3 separate regions of the Gossypium hirsutum genome follow, and all the other regions are linked to region 2. The links are chromatin contacts, called in public Hi-C maps. All regions are on one chromosome and are shown on one strand. Each heading gives the region's core, a stretch centred on a gene start, on an enhancer-like site or on the middle of the called end of the contact. The rest is flanking DNA. Distances are from core to core; before and after follow the strand shown.

The links. A called contact is a pair of places that touch in the nucleus more often than the background predicts.
Region 1: a contact with region 2 is called in a Hi-C map of leaf, with 3 times the contacts expected there. The contact joins the promoter of LOC107952169 here to the promoter of LOC107952199 in region 2. A contact is called at or near these places in 11 of 34 Hi-C or Micro-C datasets (hypocotyl, leaf and petal).
Region 3: a contact with region 2 is called in a Hi-C map of leaf, with 1.5 times the contacts expected there. The contact joins the promoter of LOC107949012 here to the promoter of LOC107952199 in region 2. A contact is called at or near these places in 6 of 34 Hi-C or Micro-C datasets (anther, callus, fibers and 1 more).

Annotation. Positions count from the first base shown.
Region 1 is chrA08:13,806,650-13,811,033 of Gossypium_hirsutum_v2.1, reverse strand. It overlaps LOC107952169 (LEC14B homolog), which reads left to right and starts at 2,805. Exons shown (of 11, transcript XM_016887468.2): 1 at 2,805-2,959; 2 at 3,644-3,751; 3 at 3,847-4,058; 4 at 4,167-4,286. The coding sequence starts at 3,721.
Region 2 is chrA08:14,014,241-14,018,778 of Gossypium_hirsutum_v2.1, reverse strand. LOC107952199 (pentatricopeptide repeat-containing protein At2g30780) reads right to left here and starts at 2,613. Exons shown (of 3, transcript XR_001698805.2): 1 at 1,767-2,613; 2 at 376-1,610.
Region 3 is chrA08:14,214,432-14,218,767 of Gossypium_hirsutum_v2.1, reverse strand. LOC107949012 (short-chain dehydrogenase reductase 3c) reads right to left here and starts at 1,601. Exons shown (of 3, transcript XM_016883709.2): 1 at 1,257-1,601; 2 at 998-1,078. The coding sequence starts at 1,576.

The DNA.
Region 1 (4,384 bases), core at 1,556-4,055, 210 kb after region 2:
GTATGTGACACACGGCCAGCCCCATGGGCGTGTTGTCCAGCCATGTGTCCCCTGCACGTAAAATTCGCAAGTCAGTATACATGGTAGTAAACACGTGAACGAAGACACGGCAATGTGTCTCAGCCGTGTGAAGCGCACGGCTTAACACACGGGCGTGTGCTTTGGCCGTGTGGCCCTTAAGAGTTACTGACGTCAGAAATAGAATGTCTAGGTTTTTGCACACGGGCTAGGACACGGGCGTGTCATGGCCGTGTGAGGGACACGGGCCCGGGCACGGGCGTGTATCAGACCGTGTGAAAACCCCTATAGGTTCGAAGTGGAAATTAATTCCACACGGGTGAAGGACACGGGCGTGTCCCTAAGTGCTTTGGCCGTATGAACCATACGGGCCATCAACACGACCATGTTGAAAAGGTCATACGGGCGTGTTGCCTTTCTCACACGAGCGTGTGCCCCTATGTCATGTGTTATTTTTTAGAGTTCTTTAAATGACCCGAATTGGTCCCGAATGGTTTTAAATGAATTATTTGGGCCTCGTAAACCCACATTAAGGAGTTTTTGGTAAAGTTTGGAAAAGTTTTAAATTTGACCATTTCTTGGTGACTCGGAAACGTGAGAATGTATGTGTTCAAGTTTAAGTAACGCCTCGTATTCCGTCCCGACGTAAGGTACGGGTGTGGGGTGTTACAAGAGGACCAGTTAGAAATAGACATGTTTAAATCATATTGCATGTAATTTCCATGCTACACATCCATACTTGATCTATGTCATTTGATTGTGTTAATATACGTGATCATAGATGGATTTAGTTACGATATATGTAACGAAAGTCGCATTGGTTCTATGTTAACATAATTAATGGACAAGATTGTTCGGAATGCCTTTTGGATATGATAGTAAAATTTTGAACTCATAAGGTTGTATAATGACATGTAATTATAGTGTAATTAGTATATATATGTGGTCCAAGTGGGAGATCGTTGGAAAATATGGGCATCACATATATAATAAAGGTAATTACATGTTATTATTTACTATCATGATAAGTTAGCTCAAATTAAAAGTGATCTAATTTGGTTAGAATTTTATTGGGCTTTAATTATTAAATAAAGTATGTGTTAAATATGTGTAGATACTCTAATAATTGAATTCTAATCAAATTTTAATTAATGATGGGCTAATTAGGAACTAGAACTAATATGCCAAGGTTATAAATATTAGGGTTATGGTCTCCAAATTACACAATAAGATATCTTTTCTAATATCTCATTATTAAGAAAGATAGAGCAGATATTCTCTAAATTTCTTGTGTGCTAATTTGAAAGATCAAATCCTCAAGATCCAGTAAAACTTTAAGGAATTCATGGATTCAAATATGTTTTCGCATATAGTTTTATTCTTGATTTATTCTTGATGATTTGACATGATAAATCCTAGTTTATTCAGTTTTATTTTAGATTTATTTTACAAATCTAACAATATTTACTAAAAATAATTATATTTGTAATAATTATTTGATTTTATGAATAAAAGAGTTATTAATTAAAAAGATAAATTAAAATAAAATAAAAAACTTGAAACGATATGAAATAAAAATTAAAAATGTGTTTAGAAAATGAGAATTGAACTTGAGTCTCAATGATGAAAGCATTATTATTTAACCATTCAACCGAAGAAGCTAACATGAAATAAAAAATATAAATATAAATGGGAGAGGAATAGAACTTGAGACCTAAGAACAAAACCATCTAACATTTAAACATCTAATCAAAGATACTAATAATAAAAAAGTTAAAAATTGCTACTTAGGGCCAGTTCTTCATTGCTTTTGAAAAGTACTTTTGAAAAGTGCTGTGGAAAAGTGCTTTTGAGAAGTACTTTTGAGAAGTGTTTTAGAAAAATTTAAGTGTTTGATATTGCTGTCAAAAAGTGCTTTTGAAAAGTAAAATGTCCATTTTAGACATGATATTATAAAGTAACAAATATGTATTTAAATAATGTTCAAATTAGTTAATATTATGATATTTTAGTAAAAATATAAAAAAATAATTTATTATAACTTATTGTTAATATTTTAATATATAATATTAATTTTAAATATTTCTAAGTAATTAATATTAATTATTTATTAAATTTAATTAGAATATATAAACTATATTTAAATATAATAATTAAATATTTGTAATTAGATATTAACACAATTATATTATTTTAAAAAATATTTTTTATTTTTAATTAATGCTTTTAACACATTTGTAAAAATCATATTAAATAACCAAGAAAGAAAACACAAAATAATAACATCAAACACATTTTAAGTCAAAAAGTAAAGTTAAAAAGGTAAAATAACAGCCAAAAGTACTTTTTGGCTGAAAAAGTTAAAATTTACTGCTTTTTCATCTCTAAAAAAGCTCATCCCAAAAGTTAAAAAAGTTGCCCCAATAATATGTGTTCTTCATTGTTTTTAAGAGAAAAGTATTTTTTTTAAAAAAATTCATCCCAAAAGTAATGAAGAATATACCCTTTAAAGAAAAGCGCGTTCAGCTAAACGTACATTCTTATAAATTATGTAAAAATACGCTAAACTAAACACGCTTTTAAACTCTTTCTTAGAAACAACATATTTCTCTAATTAAAGTTAAAATCCGCGATTAAAAAATAAAATTGGCGTATAGGCCTTGTTTAGCCACATACGAGATGCAGATTTAACTTTTAAGAGAAATAAATACAATACAAAAGGCCATTACAAATGAACACGTGTGAAGATGTAAAGGGATTAGGTGTGCACATTGCGGCCGCTCAAATCATCAACCACCCTAACTCGTGACTCAGAATATATGTAATTTTCCCCCAATAAGAAAACAAATAAAATATAAACATTACGGGCTAACTGTTAATCTCAGTCTGACTGAATCTCAGCAAAATCCAAGGCTTCAACACTCCGTAACACAATTATTAGGTAAAGCTAAGCCTTCACACTTCACTCTTATCCACTTTGTCTTAAGTTTTCTTTTAATTTTTATTTATTTTTTTATAATCATTCCTTTTACCATGCAGCTGCCTTCTTAGTTGTTACTTGTATGTTCAAGAAATTTTGGGTTTTCCTTTGTTTGACGGTCGAATCATTGGATGCTCTTTTTGTTTTGCATGTATTCTGTTCTTTCCTGACAATTTGAATTGGTGCTCGTAATTGTGACAAATTCTAAGTCAGTATAGATGAAAGTTTGCCTTTTGTTTTGTATTTAGAATTGGTTTTTTTTTTATTAATAAACGAATTGGGTTTGGTTTAATTCCTAGCTTATGCTTATCACTCAATTCAACGTGATAGAGGACACAAAGATGTTATATTTAGTTATGATCCTAACCAGAGTCAATTAACACTTGTCTTAATTTTGGGCTTTTTCTACTCTTTTTATTGGTATGCATGTGATTTCAACCGGGTCAGTTAACATGATTTGTCAATTACAAATCTCTTTTTGTTTTTCTATATGTTTTTTCTTTTTCTTTTCAGGTTTGAAATATTAAGAACTGAACAAAATATCCTTTGATATGAAGGTTTACTAGATATGTACATATATGTAGGAGTGTTTATGCACATGTAAAAGTTTCTGTAGTGCTTTTATATTGAAAATGTTTGTTACAGCCTGTGGGTTGCCATTGTTGAAATGGGGTATGCCATGAGTAGGCTGGAGATAGAATCTGAGTTGTTTGAAGGCGGTAATGTCACCAGTGAAGCTGGTTGCAGTAACAGGTCCGACAAACCATTCTGTAAAGTAGACCACGAGATTGCCCAGCTTACAAACCTTAAATCAGTGCCTAATGAACGATTGCATCAACTCATGCCAGGAAAGAAAAAATTACCTGTTTCCCCAGTGAAAATGTTGGCAGGTCGAGAAGGTAATTATTCAAGAAGAGGAGGATTCTCATCAGCAGATCGTTGTCACATGATTAGCCGATATTTGCCGGTAAATGGTCCTTGGCTTGCGGACCAGATGACCAGCCGAGCCTATGTTTCTCAATTTTCAGCTGATGGTTCTCTATTCGTTGCTGGGTTTCAGGTAGTGTTGCTTGTCTTATATCTGATCATTGATCGGATTGACATTGAATTCATTGGACTGTAGCTAGTAATTGGCTTGATTTGATTTGATTGTGAATTTTGGTTTCAGGGAAGCGATATTAGAATATACAATGTGGATAGAGGCTGGAAAGTTCAGAAGAACATTCTTGCCAAAAGTTTGCGTTGGACTGTTACTGACACATCCCTTTCCCCTGATCAGCGCCATCTTGTGAGTTCTTACTGGATATGGTTAATTAATATTTGCATATATGAGATGATTCAGTGATATCCAATCATGTTTTTAATTTAAACAAACTTTGTGATGTG
Region 2 (4,538 bases), core at 1,364-3,863:
ATTTCTCCTAAAGTAGTGGTAAAGCTGACCAATTACAAGTGCAATCCTTTAAATAGCCAACCAGCTCTAACTAACTCCCAATGTTCTTGGAGCTACTATTGGTGCTTGCTATAATCAAGACAAAAATAGCATAAAGTTTAGATATTAGGCTAGGATCAAATGATGATTGTTATTAAGATGAAGAATAACTTCACAATGCCAGAAAAAACTATGATGGCTGTTGAATCATACAATAAAAATTGGAGGAAAGAGCTCAAGTGACGCTTTTTTTTTGGGGGGGGGGGGTCAAGTACATGATGTATCATTTCCTAGTGACAACATTTCATAGAACACCAACACTTGGGGGAGTAAGTCAAACCAAGACAAGATGTGTACCTACGGGTAATTTCAAATCTCCATTCAGTGCTGTGATCATGATGAACCAGAAATGCTAATCGGCTAAACGTTTCCTGCAACTTCTGTCGGTACATTGCTTCACAAAAGATTTATTATGAAAGAAATGTTTCCAACGGAATTTGATAGCCACGTTTGCACATCAATCCCACTACAGTCTCAACCTTATGTCTTTTACCACACATTAAGTATGCCTTGTACAATATGAGAAATGTCTTTTTAGTGTGATTGATGCGGACATTATTCATCTCATTAAGGACATTCTCCATTTCTTCCAAGCGCATCTGTAAGCCATACATGACCATTTTGCAATGATACAAAGACCTGCAGATTCTCCATCCAGCACATTCTGCGCGCTTTATAAAACTTGCCAGTTTGTCCACTGAATTGTAACGGAAATAAGTACTGATAATGCAACGCATTACAGGAACAGTAAATACAGAGGCCTTGAGCTCAAAAGCCTCGTCAATAAACTTCTCCATATTCTCTAAATTATTCTCCTGAGCATAAAGTCTAATCAACAACACATGTAACCAAGGCCTGTATTCATCTTCTGGAATTAGCCTTAACAGTTCCTCAACCTTTTTAGTCCTATCCTTGACTGAACTCTTGCAATATGCACATATCATGGCTCTGATCAATGGGGTTTTGACATCCACCTGATGCTTTAACATTTGGTATGTCTCTTCCATTTGATCCAATTTCCCTGAGTGTGCATATCCTCGAAGCATAAGCAAGTGAGTATCAATATCAGGCTTAACTGGTCCAGCCTTCATCAAATGGAAAGTTCTTTCCATCCGATCCCACATCCAAGCAGTCACATATGCAGCAATTAAATTGTTATAGGTACTTACATTAGGGGAGAGATTTAAATGTTGAATCTCCTGAAATGCTGCCTCCATGTGATCAATCAGCATCAAACGACCAAAGACTGATATAAGAATGTTATAAGTTACAATTGAGGGGCTACAATACGGTTCTTTTTTTAGATTCCGAAACACTAATTGGCATTTGTCAATGAGACCATTGAACATATAGGCACTCATTAACGCATTGTAGGTAGAAGTTGTCTTGAGCCGCTTACTATCAGCCTCGGAAAAGAGCTCAACAGCAAGATCTACATTCTCAATCCTACCAGCAATAGTGATGCTACTAGCATATTCTTCCGACGTCATGGGATAACCTTGTTCTATCTTTCTTCTCCTCCAATTAAATACCTGAAGGAACAGTCTACTATGAAAACATATATCCAACATATACCAATGTCTACCATGGAGCTTCAAACCCCCCCCCCCCCTCACAACAAAAACAAAAACCCAGAAAATATTTCATCCTAAATCCAAACAAAAAAGAAGAAAATTAGAAAAACATACCTCCAATGCCAAATTAGGCCAAGAACACAGATTTTTCAATAACTCTGAAAAAGCACGGTCATCGGTTTCTTTGGTACGCGCAGGCACACCACCCTGATATTCATAACACCCAAGTAACCAATCACCTCTCCCCTCCAAAATCTGGACCACTTCCCCTGAAGAATAAACACCGTTAACCAATTCCATTCTGAGCTGAAGCACTTTCTGCATCAATTCCTGTTTGGGGCGGCGTTGGGAGTCTGCCAGAGAAAGCTTTTCAATGAACAAGCTGATAACATTAACGGGGACTTTATTGGGCAGGGGAGCATGCGTGGCAGGGGCAACAGTGTCTCCATAAAATCTGAAAAGGGAGGATCTTGGAGTAGCACACGAAAGTGAGATTAAAGATTTGGGTTTCGAAGGGTGCCTGTGGAGATTCAATAGCAGCTTCTCCGATTGGGCTGCTGCAGCGTCTGAGATTTTTAGAACGCGCTTCATTGGGATCCCAAGGGAGACATGGGGTATTTCGGCAAAAAAAAAGAAGTTAGGGCTTAAGGAGGGTTTTAGCGAAGAAGACGATTCCTGAGATTGGAAATAGCCAAATAGGTGGGGAGGTAACGATTCAGATTTGGTGGCTGATTTAAAAAGCGGGACGACAAATTGTCTCCAATCTTACATTTACCCTTAACGTTGCTATAGCTTGGATAAGCCGGACCGGGTCGGGAGACGATGCTTCTGAAACAAACCCAGCCGCCACCCGTACCGTATATCTATACTTTAACCCATAGTTGAGTTGCACTCGAACTAACCCACTATCAACTTAATTGAAATAAAAATAAAAAGGGCAAGACTTCCTTTTAACAGTCCCTAAAATTCAATCAATTTCACTGCCAAATATAAGCCCTTATTTCTTTTCGATTTAATAGTAGAATTTTATATTTATAATTTATTTTTTACTTATATTTAATATAAATTTGAATATTAATTAAATATTTTTATAAAATTATAAAACTCTAAATATATAAAAACAAAAAAAATTAAAGAAACAAAGAAGTAAAAAAAAATCTAAACCTTAAATATGATTGAATTCTAAACAATAAATATTAAAAATTTGATATTAAATCTTAAAAAAATATTTAAAAAGATAAAATTAAGAAATATTAAAATTTGTGGCTGAAATTTATTTGTGAATTCTTTTGAGTTTTGCCTTACTGTTATATAACATTTTTTTCAAATAAAAATACCTTACTTTTCAAAATAAATTATATTATTTTGAAAGAGATTTTTTATTTTAATGTTACAAATATATTTATTACATAACTTTATTTTTACTCATATTGTGAATGTCTCATAATTTATTATATATTACATGGCTATTACTTTATGGCAAAGTTTAGTCTCTTTTTTATTCATTTTGTCATTTTAGCCCTTATTCTTTTTTAGGGGGTAATTCTGGCCTTTTAATTTTTAAATTTTAGTCAAATTGTTTGCTTTTGGATGGAAAATTGACTAAACGGTTTATAAAAAATTATCTTTAGTAGCAGTGAAGTATACGTAAAATGCCACATGAGCTGCCACATCAATATCATTAAAATTTTAACAGTTTAGTCAGATTTTCTGCCTAAAAGCAAGTAATTTAACTAAAATTTAAAGGTTGAGAGCCAAAATGACAAAAAAATGCCAAAATGGAAAAAAAAAAGAGTAAACGCTAAGGGCTAAACTTATCTTTATGCCTTACATCAATTGTTATACCCCATTCGTATCAAAGACACGTGGCTAGCAAAAAAGGCACCTGAGCAGTAAGTCTGCCACCAGAAAGCTGAGAGACCACTAAGTACTCACCCTTCTAGAGTGACCATCTTAGCAACGAGGGGCCTACTCTTCATTGGGAACATGAAGTTGTTGGTCACCAAACATCACATGGGCTCAATTTTTTTATCCTATCAAGTCAAATGAAACACAAAATCTATCATGTGACAGACATCCTGTAACAGCCCGATTTTGGGGCTAGTTGGAACAGTGGTTACGGAACCATTATTCCAAAGTCATAGAAATTATTTTAATATTATTTTATGTGTGATGGCATGATTATAAAGGTGCATGAAAAATTTGGTGAATTAATTTTAGCGTTTGAGAACTTAATCGCGAAAAAGAACTAAATCACATAAAGTGCAAAAGTCCTATTTTGATAGCTAAGGGTGTCAAATAGCTAGAGAACCAAAATTGGGGGTCTTTAAAGGGTAAATAAACCCTAAAAAGAGTGCTTGGCTGGCCATAGGGACAAGAATGGTCAAAAAGTCAAATTAGGTGGGTTTTGGTAGCTTATTTGACTAAAATAGAAATAAAATAAAAGAAGATATCATCCCTTTTCAACATTTCTTCTCCACCGAAAATTTAGCTTGGGTTTGAAAGTTTGAAAATTTCAGCAACTTGTAACTCTCTCAAGTAAGTGATCTTGATGGTTTTTCTTGATGATTGTTTTACTTTTAGAACCCTTGTAACATGAGCTTTCAAATAGGGGCGAAGCCAGAAAACTTTTTTAGGAGGGGCCGGCTGAAATTTTAATTTTTTATAGTTTATATCTTTATAATTTGTAAAAGATTAAATCGAATTTTTATAATTTTAGGGGGGCCAAAGTGAAATTTTACCTTTATTAATTTAAAATTTTTAAAAAAATTTAAGGGCCTAAAATGTAATTTTACATTTTAGGGGGGTCGGGGCCCATGCCAGCCCCCGTGGCTACGACCCTACTTTCAAATGAGGGGACTATTTTGAAAAATGGTTGAGAGTCTA
Region 3 (4,336 bases), core at 352-2,851, 200 kb before region 2:
AGAGAATATTAATGGGGTAACTAAGATTTTTAGCATATTTCCATGACTCATTCTAGTCTAGTGTAAATGTCGAATATGCTGAGGTAGTGGTTGGATTAGTGGAATCCAGTTGGGATTGGTTGAAACTTACCAGTGGTCGCCATCAATGGCAAAGGCGAAAAAGAAAGCAAAAAGGAAAGGTTAAATTTTGCTAGGGATCCTAGTTTTTATACTTATTTATTTTTTAAATTTAAATTCATTTGATTAAATTTAATTATCAATTTACTCTAATTGAGTATTCCATGTCTCTATATTTTTCTAAATTTAAAATTTCAATCTTGAAGCAAATAGTCATCATTAATTCAATAGTTAAATTTTTAATGAGTAATACGTAGAATAAGTTGATATGACATTATACATAAATAATATATTTGAGATTCCATCTATGATATTCAAACAACAGCTTTGCTAAATACCATTTGAATAGTCGAATTAGAATAAAGTAAAGATTAACCAATTTCTTTTTATTAAAAAAGCTTCAGATCTTTTCCATGGGGTATCTTCCAAAGCTATCACATGCATTGTTGAATTAGAAACAAATTGTTCTAAAAAGTAAAATGGAATTTCCAGTAAAAGCCAAGGGATCAGTAGAACAAAAGAGAAAAAGAACATTTTTTTAATATTTCATGGAAGATCTTTTCAGAGTACAGTGACACCGACCAGACTTTTTGTTTATTATCGGATCAATAACATCAATGATGGTTTAAAAAAGCTTTTTATTAATAATTATAAAGGAATTAAAAAAGTAAAGTCGAATCTAGATGCAAAGGCCATGGGGTCTAGGGATTTTAGCCTTTTTCATTACCTCTGTAGGCTTTTAATGGCGTTAACCTCCTTTTTATCTAACAACTTAAAACAAATCACCAAAATTAAAAGTGAAATAAAGGTCAAATATTATACACTTTAATTTAAAGCACTGTGAAAATAATAAAAAGAAGGATGAAGAACATTGCTATACCTTCCAGTTTGTGTCGATAATTCCCTGTTATAAAAGCACTGAGGAAGTGAGGCTCTACATATGAAGCCATTAATGATGTTTCTGTAGTAGCAAACTAAATACAGTAAGCTGCACTTCCAGAAAATAATGAAAGAAGAAAAGAATCCCAGAAAATATTGTGAAATGATTTGAGTTCTTTTTGTATGAATCTGTAACTGAAAAATAAGTTGGAATAGCAAAAAAGGAACAAAGACCCAAAAATGTGAAGAAAGTCACAAACCTGAATCCAATCCTCAACATGCTCTCTATGAGGGAAATATTGTGTTCTTTAAGGATGGAGAGAGAGAAGGGGGGGGTGAAGGTGGGCGGTGGTGAGCTATATTTTTGAGAAGCCAAGTGAGGACCATTTGACGAGAGAGAGAGAGAGAGAGAGAGAGAGAGAGAGAGAGAGAGAGAGAGAGGCATACATATTTTTGAGTTTCCCAAATATGCCCCATTGATTGAACCAATCCATTTAATTGAACCATATGATACAAGGGTATGACAAGTTAGGATACTGTCAAACGAGAAGGGCATTATTGTCATCGAAATTAGTTTCATAAGATGACAGAGAATAGAAAAGAGGGGCGGCAAAGGAATCAACGAAGTCAATAATATTAATAACGTAGAAATTATATTTGTTATAAAACATTATAAATTTTTTTACAATTAAAATTTATTTTTATAATATTTATATAGACGTAACAATAAGCAATATTTAATTAAACTTTTGAAGTAAATTTATAAGAGTAGATGGTGGTAAATTAAGTAGATTAATTTATATTATTAAAATATTCATATTTTATATTATAAAATATTTATTATTAGATATTTATAAATTATATATATTATAAGGTTTCATGCTTTCAGCGAACATGGAAGCTTAATTTTTTTACACATAACATATTATCCCTTAACACCTCAAATTTTTGATATTTCATTTGGTACTATCCTAGGATGGAATGCAATGAAATACCAAAAATATTAGAAAATGATTCAGATCAAAGAATTTCATGAAAGGAAAATTGATGTTGGAGATGGAAATCAATAGAAAGAATTGTGAATATGCAAATTCAGAAAAAATATTAAATTGTAATTTTAAAAAGTTGGCACAAGAATAAGTTGGGATATGTATTGGTGTGATGAAAATCACTTTTGAGACCAAATTGAAAAGATTTAAAAGTACATGGGCTAAATTATAAATTTTCTCATTATTATCGAGAGAAGGATTTAACTACCCAAGGATTCTTACTAATCACTAAAGGTGAATTATGGAATTTGAGTGATTAAGTGCCTACTTGTGAAAAAAATGTGATTTGAGGCAAAAAGGGTAAAATGATAATTTTGCTATATAAAGGCATTTTGGTTTTTACTCGAGAATTTTATAATAAAAATATTATTTGATGAGATGTTTGATAATTGGTTTTAACATAGTCCATTAGACGTGATGGTTAATGTGTTGATCTGTGCAATTAGACAATGAGTTATCTATCAAAACTCTGAACTGTGAAACTATGAATCTGTCTCCATATGAATATTAAATAATATTTTGAATTAAGTGGATCTCTAAACTCTGAGTATACCTATACCTAAATTATAAGAAAGTTATTGGTCTCAGTTAATAAGTTATCTATGGTTATTATTGTGCCCTAATAAACTTAGTGAAATAGTTAAGATATGATTGACATGCCAATAGGGATTAGATGTGGAGTTCTCTTGTGATATAGAGTTTTGTTTCTTTCGAGTCTTACACATATTATGTGCAATATTTGTTGTCTTCAATTATGCACTCGTGTGCATTCTTTGTTACCTTCGAGCTTAACATGTATGTGCTCTCTAGTGTGTCTTAAGGATTTGTACTTATATGCTATTTGGTTTGTTTGGAGCATCAACACTGTAACACCCTTCACTCGACCGCATCAACACTGTAACACCCCTCGCCCGACCCGATTGTCAAGTTTAAACTACAGGGTGCTACAATTTTTGTCGGAGCAACTACTGACAAATTCACAGTAAAATCATCATTTCATATCATCATTCATGCAATGAAAAACAATAAAACATTGAATATCATGAACATTCTTTCTTAGGTGTTATATGAGCATATGAATGCTTTAATGTCAACCCAAGATCGAGTAAGGACTTTTTTGCAACAATTTTAAATTTTCAAATCAAGTATGTCATAAATAAATCATTCAAACATTCAATTATGTCATAAACAACTAGATATTATGATACACAATTAAATTCGAGCGTTAATCGAGCTTACGAAAGCTCTTCTCTTGGCCCAAGTATGAAATAAGACCAAATTGCAAAGTTTTCAAAATTTCATATCAAGTATCGATACCCTTACCTGGTCTTCATGTGAATTTGAACTTCGGTGTTTAGAAAAATAAAATTAAAACCAAATGTATCGATACTAGTTATAAAGCATCAGTATTTTATTTAAGGTATCGATACCCTACCCTTTATATCGATACCATTTTAAGGTTGGTTCAATGTTTAATAAATTTAAGAAAAATTGCTAAAGTATCGATAGGTATTGATACCTTAGAGCAAAATTTTCAAAATCTACATTTTGGTACCTATTTCATGCCAACCAAAACAATTGCACTTTTGGTGCATTTTTACCAAACTTTTTGTAACACTCTATACCTGATTCATTCGCCTGACTCGAGCTATAACGCATTACAACAATAATTCATGAACATTTATCACAAGTTTCAATCAAATTCAACCAAATAAATCATATTCAACCATTTCCATGATTTTCAATCAATTCTGGACCTAATTTGCGCTTACAAAATATTTAAAACAAACCGAGATCAATTCTAGATTAAATTGAAACTTCTACAAATTTTGAGTAAAATGTACAAACAAGGGTCACACGGCTGTGTGAAAAAGGCCAGGCCATGTGGCTCAGGGACATGGCTATGTGGTCAAACTGTATACAATTCAAAAATAGGGTCACACGACTGTATACTCGACCGTGTGGAATTAGAAATAGGGTCACATGGCCATGCCACTGATTGTGTGCCAACCTGTGTATGACTCGAAATAGTGTCACACAGTCGTGTCGCAAGCCATGTGTGATTTGAAATAGGTTCACACGGCCGTGTCTCCAAGCCATGTAACAACCTGAGACCATGTAGTACATACCTACACCAAAATTGAATAGGCCACATGGCTATGTGAAGTGACCGTGTGTGGCACACGGTTGTGTGACAACCCATGTCCCAGGCCATGTGCACCTAAAATAACTTCAAAAATAAGCCAAACCATTACCTATTTCTTAGGTGCCAAGCCAAACTAATATCAACC